2 separate regions of the Macaca mulatta genome follow, and region 1 is linked to region 2. A link is a contact called in public Hi-C data. All regions are on one chromosome and are shown on one strand. The core of a region is the stretch at or near the end of the contact, and the rest is flanking DNA. Distances in the headings are between cores, read along the strand shown. Region 1 holds the start of HSPD1 (heat shock protein family D (Hsp60) member 1). Region 2 holds the start of COQ10B (coenzyme Q10B).

Region 1 (5,131 bases), core at 2,497-4,996, 51 kb after region 2:
AATCCCAGCACTTTGGGAGGCCGAGGCAGGCAGATCACGAGGTCAGGAGATCGAGACCATCCTGGCTAACACGGTGAAACCTCATCTCTACTAAAAAATAAAGAAAATTAGCTGGGCATGGTGGTGGGCACCTGTAGTCCCAGCTACTCGGGAGGCTGAGGCAGGAGGTTCACTTGGGAGGTGTGAACCTGGGAGGCGGAGCTTGCAGTAAGCGTAGATCACGCCACAGTACTCCAGCCTGGGGGACAGAGCGAGACTGTCTCAAAAAAATAAAAAAAAATAAACTGAGGAAAACATTACTTTCTGCCGGGCGCGGTGGCTCAAGCCTGTAATCCCAGCACTTTGGGAGGCCGAGACGGGCGGATCACGAGGTCAGGAGATCGAGACCATCCTGGCTAACACCGTGAAACCCCGTCTCTACTAAAAAATACAAAAAACTAGCCGGGCGAGGTGGCGGGCGCCTGTAGTCCCAGCTACTCTGGAGGCTGAGGCCGGAGAATGGCGTGAACCCAGGAGGCGGAGCTTGCAGTGAGCTGAGATCGGCCACTGCACTCCAGCCTGGGCTACAGAGCGAGACTCCGTCTCAAAAAAAAAAAAAACAAAAAAAACAAAAAAAAAAACATTACTTTCTGACATTCTGAATGATCCAGTGTATTCAATCTTACTTTCTACAAAACTAAACTAAAAATTAGCCAGGAATGGTGGTGAGTGCCTGTAGTAGTCCCAGCTACTTGGAGGCTGAAGCAGGAGGATTGCTTGAGTCCAGGAGTTCCAGTGCAGTCCAGCCTAGGCTACAGAGCAAGACCCTGTCTCTAAAAACAAAAGAAACCAACTAAGTAAAACATCAAAATTACCTAACAGTACCTACCCACCATACAGCCAGGCATTCAATCACTACTTGCTAAAGAAAAACCCAGTTTAAGATTTCTCCAGGCCAAGAGGAATGAGAGAAGGATCAATTTCCTAAAGTAACAGACACTCTCCTTAGCTCCAAGGAATCAATGCCTTAAAGCACACTGAAGTTTAGAACACTGTAGTGACAATAGACATTCCTACCTCTCCTGATTTCCACGGGATTAGCACCTTTGCTAATCTTCTCGAAGCCTTCCTTGGCTATAGAGCGTGCCAGTACAGTAGCAGTGGTAGTGCCATCCCCAGCCTCTTCATTTGTGTTATTGGCAACATCTTGAACAAGTTTAGCTCCAATGTTTTTATATTTATCCTTTAAGTCAATTGACTTTGCAACAGTCACACCATCTTTTGTTACTTTGGGACTTCCCCAGCTCTGCTCAATAATCACTGTTCTTCCCTACAAGAAAAAAAATGTAACAGGATCACACATACCCTAAGGATTACTTATATTTTAAAAAATGAGCAGTCTTCATAATAAAGCAACTACTTCAAAGTCTCCACATAAGTTGTGTCATTTTTATCAGTCTTGCAGCATGAATCTCAAGGGCAAGTTTATCGACATTCTTTGTCTACAGACAGAATGACCTGTTTCTCTGCCAAGAGCATAATTTTGAACTAAGTAATTTAGAAGATTAAAATACTAGGGACTAAAATTTGTCATCTTATAAAATGAACAAGAACACAAGACAAAGAATAAAACAATCTTCCTATCACTTATACCTAAGTTTTAGTTAGTGCCTGTTATCCTTTAAAGCAATGTGACTTGTTTTAAAATTCGTTTAAAATATTAACCATCAAGGCAAGTAGTGTGCTCTTCCAAGTTCACTCAACATACAACTTCAACCATGGCACAGTTATTGGCCATCCTTTGGATTTGAACTAAAGCTGCTACTTTCTATTCGTGAGGTGTGCAAATGTTGTGTTTTATGCAGTTGTTTGGATCACTTGATATCTGAACTGTCTTCAAACTGAAATGAAGTACCACTTGACCGCACACCACCTTCAAAGCCCCCCTCAAAATATTACCCCTATTAAATGAGACTTATTTTAAATATGCTTCGGAACAAGAGAACAGCAGAAAACCGATAGGTAAAACTAGCATCTTGAGGTGGAGGAGAGAATGGGAAGCTACTGTATAATGAGTACAAAATTACAATTTTCCCATATAAAAAGTTTTGGAGATGGATGGTGGTGGTGACTGCACAACATAAATGTAATTAATGTCCCCATGTCCCCAAAGTGCACACTTAATGGTAATTTTATGTTGTGTACATTTTACAATAAACCAAAAAAAAAAAAAAATTTAGCACCTACAAGCACATACCTGAGGGATTATGGAAGATAAGTTAAACTCTTCTCTCTACACTTGGCATGAACTACTCAGAAAGGATCCAAATTTTAACTTAGGCAAGCAAAATTCTACCTCGAGTTTAAGAATCCATCTTGAGCTATGTTACTACCCGATTACATCACACATTGAACAAACTAGTTTCGAAAATCTGGCTGAAGCAGTTTAAGCTTTAAGATCATGTCTAAGAAAAAAAAAGTTAACCAATACTTCAGAATTCTTACATGTAAACTGAGTTCTCAAAAATGGATACGAAAGTACTGTTCAACAGTTCAGTGCGACTATTTGTGAGCAAAATGCTATTAATACTACCATAATTATAATAAAATAAATTTACTGATACCTTTGGCCCCATTGTAACGGCCACAGCATCGGCTAAAAGGTCCACACCTTGAAGCATTAAGGCTCGGGCATCCGCACCAAATTTTACATCTTTGGCATAAGCCCGAGTGAGATGAGGAGCCAGTACTCTGGACACCGGTCTCATCTGGCGAAAGACTGTGGGTAACCGAAGCATTTCTGGGGATGGAAGCAAATAGATAATCAGTACTACCACCTATGCTGCGCTGCAGCACAAACATGCGAACCTGTGCAACAGAGCAAGCAACGTGAGATGGTGAGCCTGGCTGACCTCTGCCAGCCACTACACCTGAATGACGGAAGGCGCCGCAGCTTCGGAACATCAGCCACTACCGCAAGCTAAAGAGCCGCCCCGGCGCCTGACCTATAGCACTAGCACAAAGCACATGCAGCTCCTTCCCCACGGCCACCTATCCCTGCCGCCAAAAACGAGTTAATCTTTCACCGCGAAAACGGCCTTGTGGGCAGACCCACTCCAACTGTGGCCCCTGAGAAACCAAGTCAGCCGGAGAGAGGCAAGTTACAAATCCCAGTGACCAGGGAAGCTGAAAGTATTCCTGGCGGTGCAAAAAGCAGCTCAGCAAAGTATCTCCATGGATCCACCCAAGGCTACTGTATCAGAGCAGCCAGCAAGGCCGCGATGCTGGGGGCGGCGGCCCGGCCCACTCGGCGCGGGCCCACGTGTCCTTCTTTCCGAACGCCCCTAGCAAGGTCAAGAGTGAAGGCGCGGTATCCCAGCTAGCTGCGGGGGAAAAAAGCGGTTCCCTCGCGTACAACACCCTCCCCGGTTCCCCGAAGTCGACCAGGCGCGGGTTGCACCAGCGGGCCTAAGTGGCTACAATCCCCCAAATTCAATCCCCGTGAGTTGTCCCTCCTGCGCCCAGCCGAGGTCCAGGATCCGCGTCGCACGTGATGGAACCCGCATGGACCCGGGAGGCCTGGACCCGTGGGCCTGGGCCTGCGGTGCGGTGCAGAACTCCAGGTTGTCGTCGCCCGCATCCTCCAGCAGGACCGCAGAGGAGGAAGGCCCACTTGGGGGTCGCAGGCGCCGGGGAAGGCGGCGTGGGAAGGCCGCATACCTGCGGGGCGGCGGCGGGGCGTGCGCGCGGCGAGACAAGTCGTCGGCGGCGAGTGAGGGACAGAGTGCAGGGCGCACACGGCAATGAGCCCGTGTCCCCTCCCTCCGCCTCTCCCCCCGCCCCGGGGCACCACGTGTGCAGGCAGCTCCCACCCCCTTCCCGTCAGCCGGGCCCCTGCAATCTGCACACCCTGCGCGCGAGCCCCGCCCCTCCCTACCCGCGCAGGGTGTGCTAGCGCGCTCAGCCCTCTCCCGCCGGCTTAGGCTAGTTCCCGGGCCGTGCTCAGTTCCAGAACTTTCCGGAAAGTGCCGCGCTCCCTACGGGTCAAGGGTAAAATCGCGTCATTTCCGGGAGGGGACGAAGGGGTAGTTCTTTCACCTCGGCTGGGCGCCTAGAAAAGCCTAGAAACAGCTCCTCTTTTCTTCCGCCTCCGAGTCTTCGCGTCAGCGGCCTGCGCAGGGCCCTTGGGGCGAATCGCGGCGCGCGTCGGGGCGACCGCCCTTTCTCGCGGGGAGGGGCGAGGGGGCTAGCGGCGGGGGTTGGGGCGAGCGCGCCTGCGCGCTGGGCGGTTTTTTCACGTGTCGCCAGGGCTGCGCCGCGAGTCTCTCCTTGCGGCGCTACACTAGAGCAGAGTACGAGTCTGAGGCGGAGGGAGTCATGGTGAGTCCCGCGTGGCACCGAAGCCCGCAAGCCCGGGCCTGTCTGAGGCGTACGGGGATCACTGACGCCCCTCTTTTGTTGGGCTAGGCGGGAGGGATTGGTGGCCACTCAGTGACCAGCGCCCGCCGGCACCTTGGAGCGGCAAGGCCTGCCCGACCCTTTTCTTCTCCGGGGGCTCTTTGCACGCGCGTGTGCTGCGGGTGTGTAAGGCAGGTGGCGGGAACCCGGATGCAAGCGCAGCGTCCCACCTGCTCTGCAGGGCCTTTGTGGATGTGTAATATCTTGGGTAAAAAGCATGGTGCCAGGCAGGGAGATTGACCCAGCGTTTCTTGAAAATTTCTGAAAAACCCTGAAGAAGGAAAACATTTGACCTTGGAATAAACTAAGGTTGACCTTAAAGCTGGTCTGGTTGCTCACCAGAGGAGCGACAACGACCCTTAACAGATGTAAGGAATCGGGAATTAAACTTGGAATATTGGTTAGTACATTCAAATGCGTTTCCTTAACGAATAAGCTGAGGTTTGGTGTTAACTTTCGAAGCCAAAACGTGTTGAGATGTATACAACACGGTGGCGTTGCCTGTTGATAATATGATTACATTTAGTTTTTGTTTCAAAACATTTCTCTTCCTACAGGCAGGACAAGCGTTTAGAAAGTTTCTTCCACTCTTTGACCGAGTATTGGTTGAAAGGAGTGCTGCTGAAACTGTAACCAAAGGAGGCATTATGCTTCCAGAAAAATCTCAAGGAAAAGTATTGCAAGCAACAGTAGT
Region 2 (5,052 bases), core at 128-2,627:
AGCACACTATGGCTTCCGTGGCACTAGGATAAAGCTCTACCTACCTCTCTGACCTTATTTCCTACCACTTTCCTCCTCTCACTGTGCTCCAAACTCCTTGCTCTTCCTAAAGCATGCCAAGATTGTTCCTGCCTGGGGCCTCTGCGCTTGCTGTTCCACACACCTGAAAGTCATTTTCTCCCAAGTAATCAGTTCACTTCCTCACTTCATTTTAGGCTTTTGTTCAGTGTCATCCTCTCAGAGCCCCTCTTAACTACCCTATATAAAACAGCACCCTACCATATTCCTCCCTTTTCATCTCCTTACCCTGGTTTACTGTTTAGTCTCCAGGACATATAACAAGCTGCCATTGTACTATAAACTAATTGGTTTCTTTCCCCCACTGGGATATAAGCTCTGTGACAGTGAAGACTTTTGCTCACTTCTCCAGTATCTACTAGGTGCCACACAAATATCTGACTACATTTAATCAACAATCTAATTTACTGTTCCCAAACTATATTAAATAGGTAGTATTGCTATCCTCACTTTACAGTTTGCAGGAAAACTATCGGCGTACAAACCTTAAGACCTGAGAACAAACTGAGAGAACAAGAAGTCTGGACTTGATGACTATCACCGAAACAAGTAAATGAAAGCGAAGTCGTCTGATTAGTATGGAAGGGAAACCCAAGCCATACAAGAACACCAACTAAAATTTGGGCCACGCAGGAAGAAGGCAGATGGAACTGATGCTGGATAACAGGCTGTTTCCTAATGACAGGACCTTATGTTACCCTCATAATTACCCCGTGAGGTAGGCAAAGCAGGCATTGTATTACACAATCATTAACAAGCAGGACGGGAACGGCCAGGCTTCGCAGCCAGGAGCGATCGCCTGTTTCGCTCCGCGCTCATGGGTTTGGACAGTTACATAATTAACACCCTAACCCTGGGGCTTCCCGCAGCCCCCCGGCGGGGCTCAAGTCACTGGCCTCCCGACCGGAAGCGGACCCCAGGAGAACCACGGCGGTTGGTTACTCCAGGAAAATTCCTGCGCGGGGCGTGGACTGAGGAGTCACTGAGTATTACGCAAATTGCGCGAGCGCGCGGGAAAAGCGATTGGTCAGTCCGGAGAGAGAGGTGTGTCCTGGCGGGCTTGTATCTCCTCCGATTGGCCGACAGGCTGACGGGACCGTTTACAGTCAGCTCTACGTAGGTAGAGTGAGCGTGTGTCAGCGACGTGCAACCCGGAAGGGAAGAAGGGGCGTGTCAGGCTGCGGCAGGGGACCAGCCGATTGGCTGGGAGGGACCGGAGCCGGGCTGCCGGCCCGACCAGAGAAGGGCGGTGCTGCAAGGCTAGTCTGGGAGGTGACGACCGGCTTCGGAGAGTCTATCATGGCAGCTCGGACTGGTCACACAGCCTTGAGAAGGGTGTTCTCGGGATGCCTTCCGAAGTCGGCGACAGCGGCCTGCGCCCCCGCACGGGCGCTTGCGCCCGTGCGGAATGGCAGGTAATCAACAGCGGGGGCGCTGCGACGAGAGTAGTTTTCCATTTTGGCTGCCGAGTTGGAGGACCGGAAGGATTTGGGGGTGAGGCAGAGCCGGACTCGGTGCATTTCCGTGCCTTTAGAGGAGAAAGCTCTTTTGCGTTTGGCATCTGAGGGACTCAAGAGCGGCGCGCATCCCCCTGGGCCCAAGGCTGTGTTCGTGCCTCGTTTCCCTCTTGAGAGGCGGTGAAATCATCGGCAAAGCGACTTTGGAAGCAATTTGGCCATTGGTGCCTTGGGGCTCTTCCGGTCTCCTCCCCTATGGCCTGTTGCTGCTGCTGTTGGAAAGTGTTAGCTTTGCGCGGAAGGGTTGCCGGCTGCTGGTTGTATGGGAGTTTGTGGTTTGGCGGTGAGCTGCCTTCTCCGATTCCTTCTACCTGCCAGATGGTCAGATGCGTTTTCCCAATTTCTGGAAGAGTGCTTTGTTCTCACCATTTAGTGTTTACAAAACTAAATGTAGCTAACATAAGGGACCTGGATTTTTTCACTCTGCTGTAACTTACAGGTCCTGTAACCTTGAACCGTAGTCTGCTTTCGATTTTCCTGGTTGGTTCAATTTTTGGTAGGTGAGGGTGGAGATGGAGGTCGGAACATGGATACCATACTTGTACGACATAGTTTCTTTTTATTAATAACATTGTAATGTTCTTGAAAATTAAAGTTAGTGTGTTTTAAATGAATTCAGGTGTACAAAGTACGACGTGGGGAGAGAAAACACAAATCTGGTTGAGCCCCAGGACATTTAGATTAAATTAAGATCCAGCCCTACGGGAAACGAGGAAATAATTTTTTTTAAAAAAGATTCAATTAAGAATATTTAAAAACACCAACAACCTTACCAAATCCAAATCCCTTTAGACAAATGTTGGATGAGGCAAAATCATAAAATTACTCCTGCTTTAGAGAGTAACTTCAAAAAGTAGTTTCAAGCAGAATAACCCCGTCATACTTCAGATCTGTTTGTATTACTCTTATAAAATGTCTTGCAAATAAACAGCACTTGCTTTTGAGAAAAATACAGTTGCTTTAGTGATCAAATTGAGGCTTCAGTTCCAAGATAAATACTGTTTATGATAATGAGGGCGGCAGTTTGAGTTCATTTCCAGCGTTAGTCATCAGATTCTGACCTTTATTATACTTAGGTATTTGAGAGAGTAGTACTGGAAGAGGAGTGACAAAAAAAGCTGTTTTCCATGTGGTCCAGTGGTCCAGTATTCATTTCATGGCTTAACTGTATATATGAATGTGTGTCTCCTCATATCGTAGTTTAAGACATAGTATTCCTGGAAGTGCATGAGAATAGATGTGCTGTCCAGGGCACTGTAACTATAGCATGCAAATTGATCAGAAAATGTCCTGTCAGTTTGCTTTAAACACAGGTGTTTTCCTTAGGATTGTAATCAGATTGTGTAAGGGTATTTTTTTGGGTAGGCTGGGAGGCAATACATAAACCTGGTAGAAAGGTTCATGTATTGACTTCCACTAAACACATGAACCTTTATATATAGTAAAAAGTCAACCAGATACCCAGTTCACCTCTTTAGAAGCAAAGATCTCGTCTTTTCAAGTAAAGGTTTCAGCACTATTCACAATAGCCAAGATACAGAATCAACGTAGGTGTCCAACAACAGATGAATGGGACTGGGCGCAGTGGCTCACGCCTGTAATTCCAACACTTTGGGAGGCTGAGGCGGGAGGATTGCCTGAGCTCATGAAGGCAGCCTGGACAACATGGCAAAACCTTGTCTCTACCAAAAAAAAAAAGAAAAAAAAAATGTGTGTGTGTATACACATACTTATATACAGAAAAATTAGCTGGCTGTGTGGTAGTGCAAGCTTGTGGTTCCAGCTGCTCAGGAGGCTGAGATGGGAGCATCACTTGAACCCAGGAGGTTGAGGCTGCAGTGAGCCTTGTTTGGGCCACTGCACTCATTCCTGGGCAACCAAGCCAGACCCTGTCTCAAAAAACAAACAAGGTTGGACACAGTGGCTCATATCTGTAATCCCAACACTTTGGGAGGCTGAGGCAGGAGGATCACTTGATATCAGGAGTTTGAAACCAGCCTGGACAACATAGCGAGACCTCGTTTCTACAGATAAGTAAAAAATTAGCAGGGCTTGGTGGCACATGCCTGTGGTCCCAGCTAATTGGGACCTGAGGTGAGAGAATTGCTTGAGCCCAGGCAGTGGCTGCGGTGTGTCGTGACTGTGCCACTGCACTCCAGCCTGGGTGATGGGACACAACAACAACAACAAAACAGAAGAATGGATAAAGAAAATGTGGTGTATATATTCATACACGATGGGAATACTATTCAGCCATAAAAAGAGAATGAAATCCTGACATTTGCAGCAACATGGATGGACTTGGAGGACATTATGTTAAGTGAAATAAGCCAGGAACAGAAAGTTACACATGACGAGTTCTCTCTTGTATGTGGCAGCTAAAAGAAGTTGACCTCAAACAGGCACGGTAGCTCATGGGTGTAATCGCAGCACTTTGGGAGGCCAAGGCGGGCAGATCACAAGGTCAAGAGATCGAGACCATCCTGGTCAACATGGTGAAACCCCATCTCAAAAAAAAAAAAAGAAACCCCGTCTCTACTAAAAATACAAAAATTAGCTGGGTGTGATGGCAGGCGCCTGTAGTGCTAGCTACTTGGGAGGCTGAGGCCGGAGAATCGCTTAAACCGGAAGGCAGAGGTTGTAGTGAGCCAAGATAGCACCACTGCACTCCAGCCTGGCGACGGAGCAGGACTCCATCTCAAAAAAAAAAAAAAAAAAAGTTGATCTCATGGAAGTAAAAAGTAGAACAGAGGATACTAAAGATTGGGAAAGCTGGGAGAAAGGAAGGGATAGAGTGAGATGTGTTAAAGGATACAAAATTAATGCTATCTAGGAGGAATACATTTCTAGTGGTCTATACCTGCAGTTCCCAACCTTTTTGGCACCAGAAACCAATTTTGTGGAACACAGTTTCTCCACTAATGAGGGTGGTGGTGGGGGATGGTTTCGGGATGCAACTGTTTCACCTCAGATCTTCAGGCATTAGTTAGATTCTCATAAGGAGCAAACAATGTAGATTCCTCACATGTGCAGTTCACCGTGGAGTTCCTGCTCCTATGAGAATCTTATGCCATCGCTGATCAGACAGGAGGTGGAACTCGAGCGGTAATACCTCCCGCTGTGCAGCCTGGTTCCTAACAAGCCATGGACAGGCACCAGTCCATGGCCTGGGTGTTGGGGACCCGTCTTCTATACCACTGTAGGATGACTATACTTAGCAAGAATGTATAGTTTCAAATAGGTAGAAGGAGGATATTGAATGTTCCTAATGCAAATAAATGATGAATGTTTGAGATGATGGACGTGTTAATTACCCTGATTGATCACTATACATTTTATGTATCGAAACATAGAATTATGCTCTTAACACTATTAGAAAATCAACTACTACTTGTGATGTCCCAGAAAATTTAGAATTCACAAAGCCATCTTGCTTTTTTATATTTTCGTTCATAAA

The links. Hi-C and Micro-C count contacts between places; a contact is called where the count stands out from the background.
Region 1: a Hi-C map of liver shows a contact between it and region 2, with 2.0 times the contacts expected there. The contact joins the promoter of HSPD1 here to the promoter of COQ10B in region 2. A contact is called at or near these places in 2 of 14 Hi-C or Micro-C datasets (fetal cortex germinal zone and liver).

The regions. Positions count from the first base shown.
Region 1 is chr12:102,440,782-102,445,912 of T2T-MMU8v2.0, forward strand. HSPD1 (heat shock protein family D (Hsp60) member 1) reads right to left here and starts at 3,747. Exons shown (of 12, transcript NM_001195516.1): 1 at 3,700-3,747; 2 at 2,604-2,779; 3 at 1,057-1,309. The coding sequence starts at 2,777. HSPE1 (heat shock protein family E (Hsp10) member 1) reads left to right here and starts at 4,350. Exons shown (of 4, transcript NM_001195788.1): 1 at 4,350-4,359; 2 at 4,995-5,131. The coding sequence starts at 4,357.
Region 2 is chr12:102,392,030-102,397,081 of T2T-MMU8v2.0, forward strand. It overlaps COQ10B (coenzyme Q10B), which reads left to right and starts at 1,378. Exons shown (of 5, transcript NM_001195786.1): 1 at 1,378-1,493. The coding sequence starts at 1,378. It overlaps LOC144333444 (a long non-coding RNA gene), which reads left to right. Exons shown (of 3, transcript XR_013402097.1): 3 at 1-6.